Regions from separate parts of the Mus musculus genome. Here region 2 is linked to region 1. The links are chromatin contacts, called in public HiChIP or PLAC-seq maps. All regions are on one chromosome and are shown on one strand. Each heading gives the region's core, a stretch centred on a gene start, on an enhancer-like site or on the middle of the called end of the contact. The rest is flanking DNA. Distances are from core to core; before and after follow the strand shown. Region 1 overlaps Acvr2b (activin receptor IIB). Region 2 holds the start of Rpsa (ribosomal protein SA).

Region 1 (6,314 bases), core at 1,783-4,282:
AAAGGAGGGACCTAGCTGAGGACTGAGTTTCTGTCTCCTGCTTCTCTCTTTGAAGTTACCGGTTGTCAGGTGTTTGATCACAGAGATGTGAAAAGTGGCGGATGCAGATACTTGAGTGTGTTGCTGCTGCTGTAACAGCACAGAGCACCATTGCCACCCCTCCCCCAACACTGGACGGTTTATTAGCAGTAGAGGCTGGAAGACGAGCGTGGCTCTAAAGTAGCATTTGGACCCCAAAACAGTGAGAACCCTTGTTATGGTTTGCCTATGAGATGTCCCTATGGGCTCATGTGACTGAACACTGTTTCTATCAGTTGCGGATGTTTTCAGAGGTTCTGGAGCCTTTGACAGTCAGGGCTTAGCTAGAAGAAGTGGATCTCTGCTGGTGTTGTGCCAGGGAAATGTCAGTGATCCCCCAAAACACACAAAGGAGCCAATCTGATGAAACTCACAACAGGGTCTTTAATTTTATTTGAGCTAGCTCTGGCCCCTCCAGCACATCACCATCATGTAGGATGGTTTTGGTAGTGGGGGAGCCCCAAATGTCTATCAGGGCAAGGCTTTATAGTAAGCATCAATCAGGGAATGCATGTGTGCAAGCATCTAATTGGGAAGCTCCTATGGCCCTTAACACAGTTGGCTGGTGCTGGGAGTCCTATCATAAACTTAACTTCTGCTCCCCTCTGCATTGGTGGTTGTTAGGCAAGGGGCTTGTAACCTGGGGTACGGGTTTGTTGGGGGGATAACCAGGAGACACTGGTCTTGTTGGGGGTGTAACCTGGAAACTCTGCTCTTGTTGGGGATTAGCCTAGAGACTAGAGCTAGGCTCAGGTTCTGTTGGGGGGCAACTTGGAAACTAATGCTAGATACCAGCCTGTTAGTCTACGTAAGTTTAAACTTAGGTCATGTGCTCTAAAATGGAGCCTGAATATAAAAGCTTTGGCATCTCACTGGTGGTCTTAAGGTTTGATAGCCCAGCTCTGCTTGCAGCCCGTGCCTGCCTCCTGAAGCCCAGCCCTGCTTGCAGCCCGAGCCTGCCTCCTGAAGCCCCCCAGCGAGCAAGCAGCCTTGAGCTCCTGCCCCTGCTGATCGATCCATCGGTGTTGCTGGTCACCTCACATTTCTGCCCTCAGATTCCTTCCTCCCCACAGATGATGAGCCAAAATAACTCCCGAGAAAGGGAGCTAATATACCTAGTCCCAAGATCCCATTATAGCCGCAAAAAAGCAGCCTTGGCTGTATAAACCACAAATAATGTTTTAGAGATGTATACAGACAGCAAAAATATTGAATACTGAGTATAATCTGTTCACAGTTTATTCCCATGCGGATTTCATATTAATGAAAGTCGAAAGGTGATGGAATTAATCTAGACGCTTCAGGGAGAGGTGGTGGAAAGGCAGATTAATGCAGATGTAGAGTCTCAGGTACACTTCAGATTAGCTAATGCTGGGACAGAAGGGAACCTGAGCTTCCAGGTCACAGGTGGTAATCCCTGTTGCTCAGTGGTTAGCTTGCATGAAGTGCTGTGTTTGATCAGCCGACAGAACTGCAGGAAAGAAAAGAAAACAAGGAACAAATGGAGATTGGAATAGAGTTTAACCATGAATGTGTTAGGACTCCGGTTTTAAGGAAGCATTAGATTGAATTGTAGAAAGCTCAAGTGGGCAGAAAGCTTTGAAATGAAAGTAGGAAGGAAAAGATAAATTGGGAAAACGCCACAAGAAATGTTCTAGGTAAGTTAGCACCAGCTAGACATACTCACCTTCTCCACAGACAGGGTTTCTCTGTGTAGCCCTGGCTGTCCTGGAACTCAAACTCAGAAATCTGCCTGCCTCTGCCTCCCAAGTGCGGGAGTGTCAGGACTAAAGGCGTGCACCACCACCACCTGGCCTTTTGATAGCATGAACAAAAAATGGTTACTGCACAGCGATACCCATGAGCATAGACTTCCCTCAGCATAAGGAGAAGGTACCTGGCCAGGAAGTGGGAAGGCTGGCCAGTGTTCCCAGGGGAGCTCGGCTGAGGGTGTGCCTCGGTGGGCTGCTCTCGGAAACTGGGTCGATTGTTTTGGAGAAGGATTTGGAAGAATGTACTGAATCAAAGCTGCTTAGGCTCAGCATTCCCAGGACGGGAGGAAACGCTCACCAAGAAGCTTCATGCGTGATGGCTTTGCTCACATGACAGCTGTACATAACCCGAGGGTCCAGCCGGTGAACCAGGTGAGGTCACACTGGGCAGTCCCTGGGCTCCGAAACATGGAACTTCAGGATGTGGCCTGCAAAGAGCCTTAACCTCTGCTTCACTTAGTTCTGTCATCTTAGGGGTTCACTCGGGGTTCTCCATCATACAGTGCCTGGGGTGTGACAAGTGGGTGTTAGTCTAGGTGACACATAAATACAGATGAGGCCAAAAAGTAGAATTAAAGTGGTTTGGTTCTCTGGAGTAAGGATTTAAAAGAAACTTGTTTTATGGTGTTGGTATTTTGCATGAATGTGCATGCACACAGTGTGTGCATTGCCGCTGGAACTAGAGTTCCAGGTGGTTGTGAGCCACCACGTGGATGCTGGGAACCAAAGCCATTTGTTTTCAACCAAAGAATAAGTTCTTGTAACCACTAGCCCCACAGTGAAGGATTCTAAGATAAACTGTAGTTACTTGACGGGTTCTTTCCTCCCAGTCTGCCAATATGGGTTCATGCATATGTGCGGGGTGTGTGTGTGTGTGTGTGTGTGTGTGATGCTCCAGCCTTGCCCACCCTTTCTCTTCTGTAGGTTCCCCTTCTGTAGCCACCCTGGTTGTGGTCCTGGGGACTGATGGAAATGCAGCTGTGTAGGGTGGGGAGGCAGGGCCAGTTGGGGAGACTCCTGACCTGGCTGCTAGGCTGTGGGCGGGAGGCCTTCATCTATTAAAGGGCTCTGTGGCCTTGTGGTTGGAATTTTGCCATATGCTATAAATAGCCAGTGTGAGAGTGTGAAGAAATGGAGCCAGGGAGGAGAGAGGAAACGGGAGGCCCCCTGGGTCTCCAGCTGGCAGTGGCCAGGGTGTGGTGTGGGAAGGGTGTGGAATGTCACATGGGATGCAGAGCTGCAGGCAGGCTTGGTGTGGGGCCTGGACTGGAAGGATCGCTACAACCCTAGGAGGCAGGTGCTGTCAGTCACCTCTCAGAGAGTGGCTAGGTGACTTGCCCCAGGCGCACAGCTGTGAGGCATCAGCAGTCTGGCCAGCTCAAAGCTGCTCTGCAGGGTCGGCTCTGGGCAGGTCTGGGAGGTCGGTGGCTCCAGTGAGCTGTTGGGTCCTCTCTGAGGCTTCATGTTGCCTTCTCAGGCTTCTCCACTGGGATCCTATGGTTGTGCCAGAGGGGCTGGTGCCTGACACTGGCCTGGAGCTAGGCCAGGCTGAGGTCTACTCTGTTTGTTGTTGCCCTTGTGACTCCAGGGGCTGATTGTAGTCTGAATGGAGGTGGACACTCTCCTGAGTCATGGGTGTAGGTCAGAGGTGGAGCGGACAGTACACACAAAGTCCAGGTTCCATCCTCAGCATCTATAGCAGGGGTCTTGCTTCGTGTTGAAGCCATCCCTCCTTCTTGTCCCCTCTGCTCATAGTCTGTCCACGCCATCTGTTACATAGGAACCCGTTCTGTGCTCAGCAGCTCAGGGCCAGCCTTGCAGGCCTGTGGGGGAAGCTGGGCATCTGGGAAGCAATTGCAGAGGACACTTAGGAGTGTTTGCGCTCCACACATGCTTTCGCTTCCTCCCGCGGGAGAAGGAGCTGTGTCCTCCCTGGACGGGGTGCTTCACATAGCTCCACTACCCACTCCTGCCACAAGTAGCCAGGGCTTGTAGACACTCTAGGTGCCACCCTGGCTTCCGGCGCTGGCTCGGGCTTTGTTTCCGGCCTATACTCATCCCTTAGAGTCTCATCCACAACCTAAAGCCTTGTGCTTGAATAAGGTCCTGGTTGGGAGAAGCCGGTGCACACCCTGTCTGAGCCCCATTCTGGATACCGAGACCCTTCTGGGCCAGGCTGAGTTCTAGCCACCTGGCAGGTTGTCACCACAAGTGTCAGGGCCTAGGCCAACAGGACCTGGCATGGCTAGGGCTGAGGCTGGGTTCTGCCATTCTGACTGGGTAGCATTCTGACCTTCCGGGTCCTACCTGGAGCCCTAAGACTGGCGTCTTGCCCAGTTGGGGCCTCCCTGGGAGGAGCTTTTGCCTGCCGCCGTGAGATCTTGTGAGCATGTCTTGAGGGTTCCTCTTCCAGAACGGCCAGTCAGGATCCTCCTGTCTGCAATGGGCCCTGGGGAACCAAGCAGTGTTAGCAGTTGGCACCCTGCCAACCTCGGGTCAGGTGGGAGCCCCCTCCCTGATGCCCCTCTGGCCTCAGGTGGGTTATTGGAGTAGGCTGGGTGCCAGTGGATTGAGGTGCAGCAAGGCTAAGTCAGCGCTCTTTCCCGTTAGGGTGTCTGCATAAGGTTGTCAACGAGGTAATAAATGCCACACGCCCTCCGGATGTCCCACGAGGGAACAGGATACCTTTGGGATTTGTGTATTATTTCCCGTCCTATATCTAAAAGGTTCATGGGGTCATAGTGGGGCAAAAAAGGGGCACGCGCAGGGGTAGGGGTGGAGTAAGTGGGCAAAGGTGTGATGAGTGTTTGGTGTGTTCAACCATCTGCAATCGTAGCTTAGCCCTCCTGTCTGAGAAAAGTGACCCTTGGTGACCCTGGGAGCTTACCCTTTTCCTGTAAGCGTAGCTGTTCTTCAGTACCTGGTGAACACAGGTGAGAAAGAGCGCAGGAAGGTCCCAGGAAGGTCCCGCTTCCAGGTTGGTGTGGGCAGGGAATGGAGGAACACTAGCCTGGTCTTCGTAAAAGGTGTTGATGTGTGGGTGGTAAGGGGGCCAGTATCGAGAGCAGAGGGGTGGGTTGGCATCTTCACCAAGCACCTTCAGCAGGCGTCGTCTCCAGGACTGGTTACAAGTCACCTCACCGTGCTCAGCCTCTCTTCTCTCGGGCGCAGGTTCCGGGCGAGGGGAGGCTGAGACTCGGGAGTGCATCTACTACAACGCCAACTGGGAGCTGGAGCGCACCAACCAGAGCGGCCTGGAGCGCTGCGAGGGGGAACAGGACAAGCGGCTGCACTGCTACGCCTCGTGGCGCAACAGCTCGGGCACCATCGAGCTGGTGAAGAAGGGCTGCTGGCTAGATGACTTCAATTGCTACGACAGGTACACAGGGGAGCGGGAGCGTTCCCGCTGCCGTAGCCCGCTGCACTTGGCCACCCACTGATCTCAGGGTCTCTTCGGAGGCACTACCCAGAATCCCAAGCCCCTGTTCTGGTGTTTGCTCTCCTCAGCTCAGGCAGCATTTCCATGCCTGCCTGCCCCTCTCAGCCTTGAGTCACACTCTTCAAGGGACGTGGGGTCACCCTAACTGCTGATGTTTCTGAAGCTGCGCTGCCTGGGGGGAGGGGCCGGGGAGAGTCTTTCCGTCCCTGCCGGGGAGTTTGTAACGGGGACCCTGGGCCCTCAGGCAGGAGTGTGTGGCCACCGAGGAGAACCCCCAGGTGTACTTCTGCTGCTGCGAAGGCAACTTCTGCAACGAGCGCTTCACCCACTTGCCGGAGCCTGGGGGCCCAGAAGGTGAGGGGCCTGTGGGAAGAGGGTCTGAGTGTGGCACTGTGGAGCCAGTGGGGAGTGCTTGCAGGGCCGGCTGGAGTGTTAGAGTGGGCGGGCTGTGTGACACAGGGCTCCATGTGTCCCCCAGTCACGTACGAGCCACCCCCGACAGCCCCCACCCTGCTCACGGTGCTGGCCTACTCGCTGCTGCCCATTGGAGGCCTCTCTCTCATCGTCCTGCTGGCCTTCTGGATGTATCGTCATCGGAAGCCTCCCTACGGCCATGTGGACATCCATGAGGTGAGACAGTGCCAGCGTTGGGCAGGGAGAAGGGACGGCTGTGCGGACTCCTTTAAGCCCTTGCCTTTCCAGGACCCGGGGCCTCCGCCCCCATCCCCTCTGGTGGGCCTGAAGCCACTACAGCTGCTGGAGATCAAGGCTCGGGGCCGCTTTGGCTGCGTTTGGAAAGCTCAGCTCATGAACGACTTTGTGGCTGTGAAGATCTTCCCACTTCAGGTGAGCTTTTGGGGGTCTCCAGGCCATCTTCTCTCACTGTGGTCCAAGCGGGAGTGTCTTTCCATGGGGCAGTCGACTGTCCAGGATTCTGATTCAGTACTGAGAGTCCATCAGAGGATTAGGGTCAGACGCCATGTTGGTTTTGGGTTCTGCCATTACTTCCGTGTTGTGTATGCAGT
Region 2 (6,314 bases), core at 1,036-3,535, 700 kb after region 1:
AAGTAAGTCCTTTTTTTTTTTTTTGGGAAAACTTAACTTTTAAAAACAGCTTTGGAAACTGAGCATGGTGGCACACGCCTTTAATCCCAGCACCCAGCAGGCAGAGGTAGGAAGATCTCTGAGTTCAAGGCTAGCCTGTTAGACAGAGCAAGTTCTAGGACAGCTAGGGCTACACAGAGAAAACCATGTCTCAAAAACTGAAGGAAAAACAAAAGTGCCTTGAGATTATGAATTCAAAGAGGCTTCCTACTTGCTTGAAGCCCACTGCTTGGTGGTTTGGGGCTGGATGTTCGGCTGAGTGTCATGCTAATTCATGCAAGGTTCTGGTGGGTTCATTTGCATTAGCAATAGAGCAAACAGGAACACCGGTCCTCAGGCTTGGCATTCCCTCACTGGGAGTCAGAGGCAGAAGAGCTGGAAGCTCAGTCATCCTCCACTTGTGAGACCCTGTTTAAAAGTGCAGCCATGACCCTATAAACTAGTTTTAGAACATTTCCACCCCCGACCTCCAGTAAGCTCTTATACCTACTTATAATCTTCATTCCCAGACCTACCACTCACTTTCTATTGTCATTTTTTTCTAATTAAATAATAAATGCTTTTATTTCTCCAATAACTTTTAAAATGTGAACATTCTGTCATTTAACCAGTTTTTACTTGCAAGTAACTTCATTGGGCCTTAGTTCCCTTTGAAATAGCATGCTCTTATTCCTGAAGGCAGTTAGCTTTTTTTTGTTGTTTTGGTTTTTTTTCGAGACAGGGTTTCTATGTGTAGTCCTGGGTGTCCTGGAATTCACTCTGTAAACCAGGCTGGCCTCGAACTCAGAAATCTGCCTGCTCCTGCCTCCTAAGTGCTAGGATTAAAGGCGTGCAATACCACGGCCCAGCAGCAGTTAGCTTTTCACCATCCTTTCTGTCTAGATAATACCCAAAGACAAATCCTACAGGGACAAGTATATGAACCCAGTGCTCACTTCTAAGCTGAAATAAGGTCATCTTGACTGCTTCAGCCTGGTACCAAGCGTGACCAAGGACAGCCGCAGGGAGCTAGGCCACTCTATTTTTTCTTTTTTTTAAAGACAGGGTTTCTCTGTGTAGCTTTGGCTGTCCTGGAACTCATTTTTGTAGATTAGACTAGCTTTCAACTCGTAGAGATCTGCTTGCCTCTGTCTCCTGAGTGCTGGCTAGGATTACAGGCATAGGCCACCACTACCTGACCTGAACATACCACTTAATAGATTTTAGAATATTCTGTTTTACTTAACAAGATATCTTGATACACATTCACGATGTGGCAAGTTAAATGCTTTGTTCTTTTTAGTTTTACCGTTTTATATTTATTTTTGAGACAGAGTATGACTATAGCTTCAAATTCATGGTCCTCTTGCCCCAGCAAGAACTGAAGAAACCCAGAGCCTTTCGATGTTAGTACTCTACCACGGAGCTGCACCCACACTCCTCTGGGTTTTTGATCTATTATTTTTGTTGTATGCATATATGGTTATCCTTCAGTATCTGTGGGATTTGTTCCAGAACCACCTATGGATGCCAAACCCATAGATGCTCAAGTCCCTAATATAAAATGGTCTGAGCTGGGCGTGGTGGCACACGCCTTTATTTAGCCCCGGCACTCCGGAGGCAGAGGCGGGCGGATTTCTGAGTTCGAGGCCAGCCTGGTCAATAAAGTGAGTTCCGGGACAGCCAGGGCTGTACAGAGAAACCCTGTCTCGAAAAACAAAACAAAACAAAAATAGTCTGGTATTTTCTAATAACCACAACCCTCCCACAGACTCCAAGTCATCTCTAGATTACTTGAGACATGGAATACAGTAATAAACGCTTTGTAAATAGATGACGCATCCAAATTTCTCCCTGCTCCCTTCAACACTTTTGTAATATCTTACTGGGTAACTACTATTTTGTAGTTCTCAAATGTAGGAAGGAGCCAGTACCAGAGGGGCAGGCGGGTGTGTGCTCCTGGAGTTAATCCTGACATAGGTGGCCCAGCTTGAAGCCTATTCGTCACTCAGCGGACCAAAAGCTACGGACTTTCCACGCTCGCTCCCCCCCCCCCACTCCCCCCCCTCGCCCCAGCTACTTCCGGCCTGGGGTCTGTGCAGCGACTGCAGCCGCGCAGGCGCGGGCCACTTTAACTTCCGCTCCGCGCGCGCTACAGCGGGCCCACTCACTGAATCTGCGCGTGCGCCAGAGGCTTTTTCCGGAGCGGAAGTTCTCCCTTTTTGCTTAGCCTGCTTTGCCATTGGCTGGCTGTGGGTTATTTAAGGACGTCATTTCCGGCCGCCCGTCCTTTCGCGCTACCCGGGGACGGGTCCATACGGCGTTGTTCTTGGTGAGTCTCACGTGGAGCCCTCGGCGTCTCCGGACGCCGCGGGACGCGCGCTTACTAGCTTCCCGCGCCATGGGTGGGCGCGGAGGGCGCCGAGGCTGCGTGTGCCGGGGCGGCTTGGCTCCTGGCGGCAGCGCCACGTGCTGGCCCGCAGTTAGGTGGGGCGGGCGCCACTGCGGGGCCCTTCTGCGGTTCGCGCCACGCTCGAGGGCCCTGTCGGCAAGATGCTGGGAAAAGTGCTTGTGAGGCGCATGGAGATGGGACGGGAACTGCCGGCCAGTCTCGAAATACAACTCCCGAAGCACCCCGATCATGGCCGCCTTTGCGCAACTCTCGGTGCAAAGAAGCAGCTATACTTAAGTAGCTATCCTGTAGTCAGTGTGCCTGCGGAGGCGCTAACTTCAACTGTCCAGTTTTTCTATATGTGCTCTGCTGACAAAGTCACTTTCCTTAGTGACTAGGTGGCCAGAAAAATCGAAAGGCAAGGAGGAATAAGAACACAACCCATTTCAGCTCAGATGATGTGCTGCGCCTAGTGGCATACGCCTTTAGTCCCCCTCTCAGGAGGCAGGGCAATCTTGTGAGTTCTAGTGTCAGAAGAAAAAAGATGAATTTTATTCCTTTTTTAGATTCCCATCGTAACTTAAAGGGAAACTTACACAATGTCCGGAGCCCTTGACGTCCTGCAGATGAAGGAGGAGGATGTCCTCAAATTCCTTGCTGCGGGAACCCACTTAGGTGGCACCAACCTTGACTTTCAGATGGAGCAGTACATCTACAAAAGGAAAAGTGACGGTCAGTTGCCACCTGTGATAGTCAGTTCCTGACTATGGTGCTCTAATGGGTATAGTGCCTGGTAACTGAATGGTTGGTGTTGGAGTGCTACTCTGGCTTGTGATGTAACTAAGAGGATGTGTGGGAAGGGGCCAGAGGTCATGGAGGACTGACTGACCCTGCACACTATTAAAGCTCAGAGTGGAGGCCAGTCTTGGCCAGTGAACTTCTGAGTGTCGGAAGTGTGCTACATTGAATTTATGGCAGGATTTTCGCTAACACCAGTAGAGCTTGCCTCTATGACTGGAGTTTGGTAGTGGTCACTGCCACATGCGTATGCCTTACCTTCCCACAGTGTCCATTCACAAGGCTATGAGGCTAGCAAGCCTGTCTGGGACACCCACTTTAAACTACTTGTTGCTGGGTGTGGTGGTTTCACACCCTTTAATCCTAGTGTTTAGGAGGCAGTCAGGAGTCTGATCAGCCAGGTCTGCAGAGTGACTGCCAGACTTCCTGCCTTGGGAAGCTCCTCAGAGAGTTCCGTTTGCTGGCCTAGGTATCTACATCATAAACCTGAAGAGGACCTGGGAGAAGCTGTTGCTCGCAGCTCGAGCTATTGTTGCCATCGAGAATCCTGCTGACGTCAGCGTCATCTCCTCCAGGAACACTGGCCAGGTTTGTGGCATGCATGTGCTTTTGTTTGGGGGTCAGTAATCGATAGAGTACATTGGGCATACAAAGCAAAGTATCCAACGTGGACAACCCAGGAGGTCACTCTCCCTGGGCTCTGTCCTAGTGGCATAGGGGAGCATAGGCCTTGCCCAGTGACGTACAGTCCCTTTCCACGGCGTTGGAGATGAAGCTGGGCTTTGTGCCCGCGCCTGCATATTCCTACGACTTCTCAGAGTCCTGTGGACAGTGACTGAGGAGGCAAACCATGCAGGAAACAGTGCTGACTCGGTGGCAAACAGAGCTTTGTGTTAGAGGAAATTGGTGCTGACTTAAGGGAAAGGCAACGTCAGACACAAACAAAATAGCCAAGTTAAGTCTTTGTTAACATGTATATCAGTTGATAAAACAATGAGATATGAACTGTTGAGATAGTTTTGGTACGTGGTGGCTTAAAACCATCCATAGTTCTGTTCAAGGAGATCCAATACCAAACCACCATGTGTGGGGGTGATATACTTTTGTACATTGCAGGATAACCACTCCTAAATTAACTAAAGAACTATCCACAAACAGAGGAGGGGGGGTGATGAGCTTGCTCTGTGTTCGGATAAATTTGTCAGGTGTTTGCTGAGTACCTGTAACTGTCCTTTGGGGGGCTTGGGCATGTGAGAAACTTGAGTCAGGTGCCTCACACTAAGGCATCATGCAGGTGTTACAGTTAGCCTAAGAATGTGCTTCAGCACAGTACTTTGATGCTTTGGTGTTTGATAGGTGACTAGAAGTGGGTATCAGCAGTTTCCTCGTGAAGCATGCATGATAATGCTGACTCAATCTCCCTTCAAAGCGAGCTGTGCTGAAGTTTGCTGCTGCCACAGGAGCCACTCCGATCGCTGGCCGCTTCACACCTGGGACCTTCACTAACCAGATCCAAGCAGCCTTCAGGGAGCCACGGCTTCTAGTGGTGACCGATCCCAGGGCTGACCATCAGCCACTCACAGAGGCCTCTTATGTCAACCTGCCCACCATTGCTCTGTGTAACACAGATTCTCCCCTGCGCTATGTGGACATTGCCATCCCATGCAACAACAAGGTACTTGGTCTTGCAGAGCTGACAGAGGCACTGGGGAAGCCTTCACCGTCCCCTGCACATTGTTAGAGCTTGGAGTTGAGGTCACACGCTGGTCGATGAACTCACAAGTGTAGGTAGTGTGCTAAAAGAGTGGCAAGGTTTTCGCTAACACCCCACTCTGGTCCAGTGAGTGGGGTTTGATAGTAACCTTTGCTACAAAATTGATGCATGAACTGAGCCTGTGTGTTCTCATAAGTGAATGTTAAGAGATTTGTTAGTGTTTGGGGGAAGGGGGTCATTTTGTGTGTGCCCAGTGTATTCCTGTACCTCGGGCAATGAGCTGCCATTTGGGTGTGTGGAATCTAAGACTTGGGCTGGTGACATGAGTCGGGCTGGCTTGTGTTTAATAACTATCCTCCTTACAGGGAGCTCACTCAGTGGGTCTGATGTGGTGGATGCTGGCCAGGGAAGTACTCCGCATGCGAGGTACTATCTCCCGTGAGCACCCCTGGGAGGTCATGCCTGATCTTTACTTCTACAGAGACCCAGAGGAGGTAAGGCTTTCTCTAGTATATGCTGGGGCCACAAGGGATGGGCAGACCTTGGTTCTGGTTCAGTGAAGCTAATTTTGTCCCTTCTGTGCTTTTAAAAAACTAGATTGAGAAGGAGGAGCAGGCTGCTGCTGAGAAGGCTGTGACCAAGGAGGAATTCCAGGGTGAATGGACCGCACCAGCTCCTGAGTTCACTGCTGCTCAGCCTGAGGTGGCCGACTGGTCTGAGGGTGTGCAGGTTCCCTCTGTGCCCATCCAGCAGTTCCCCACGGGTGCGTATCAAGGCCAGGGCATCAGGCTGCCAGGGAGCTTTTACAGTGTGGGGTTGTGAGAGATTGGCGAAGCTTCAGTGGCCATGAGTGACTCTGGGTGACTTCAGTGGCTCCTGACACTGGATGGGCGGGCGGGTGGATACACTGTGTCTTGACACTGCTCTTGGGGTAATTTGGGGAAAGTTATACTCCTTTCCTAGAGCTGATGATTTTTTTTTTGTACTTTCTTAACAGAAGACTGGAGTGCACAGCCAGCCACTGAGGATTGGTCAGCAGCTCCCACAGCGCAGGCCACTGAGTGGGTTGGAGCCACCACTGAGTGGTCCTGAGCTGCTGTGCAGGTGCCTGAGCAAAGGGAAAAAAGATGGAAGGAAAATAAAGTTGCTAAAAGCTGTCTTATGGTCCTCACTGCAGACTGTACCTGGATTGGCATTTGGCTATACAACAGAGGCATGGTCCTACTGACATGTTTTGTGTTGAATACTTAAGCATGTGAACACATGGGTTTTTTTTTTTTTTAATGTAAAATGTAGTAACACAATGTTTAGGTGGCTTTGGTGTTAGCTCTGGAGACTTCATGTGTCATCTAGGTGAGGTGTTCTTTAACACAGGGTCTCTGTTCTGTCATG

The links. HiChIP or PLAC-seq counts read pairs in DNA pulled down with a chosen protein or histone mark.
Region 2: a contact with region 1 is called in a FOXA1 HiChIP or PLAC-seq map of pancreatic cancer cells. The contact joins the promoter of Rpsa here to the enhancer-like site in region 1. A contact is called at or near these places in 3 of 39 promoter capture datasets (hippocampal neurons, liver and pre-B cells) and 2 of 115 datasets of contacts at active chromatin or transcription factors (microglia and pancreatic cancer cells).

What each region holds. Positions count from the first base shown.
Region 1 is chr9:119,422,434-119,428,747 of GRCm38.p6, forward strand. Acvr2b (activin receptor IIB) reads left to right here. Exons shown (of 11, transcript NM_001313757.1): 2 at 5,022-5,229; 3 at 5,534-5,643; 4 at 5,768-5,919; 5 at 5,992-6,135. Among named protein-coding and RNA genes, the nearest start is that of Exog, 19 kb to the right of the region's middle. Within about 2 kb of position 3,033, at least 102 of the 459 cell types and tissues checked have an H3K27ac peak or open chromatin away from gene starts, as enhancers often do. A contact at or near this core is called in microglia and pancreatic cancer cells, where this site is marked.
Region 2 is chr9:120,125,481-120,131,794 of GRCm38.p6, forward strand. It overlaps Rpsa (ribosomal protein SA), which reads left to right and starts at 2,286. Exons shown (of 7, transcript NM_011029.4): 1 at 2,286-2,350; 2 at 2,977-3,142; 3 at 3,678-3,796; 4 at 4,638-4,883; 5 at 5,288-5,416; 6 at 5,520-5,685; 7 at 5,920-6,314. The coding sequence starts at 3,010. The coding sequence ends at 6,014. It overlaps LOC115485682 (a small nucleolar RNA gene), which reads left to right and starts at 3,300; the gene lies at 3,300-3,455. Gm26448 (a small nucleolar RNA gene) reads left to right here and starts at 3,871; the gene lies at 3,871-4,073. Snora62 (small nucleolar RNA, H/ACA box 62) reads left to right here and starts at 4,954; the gene lies at 4,954-5,083. It also overlaps Gm5922 and a transcript of Slc25a38 not described here.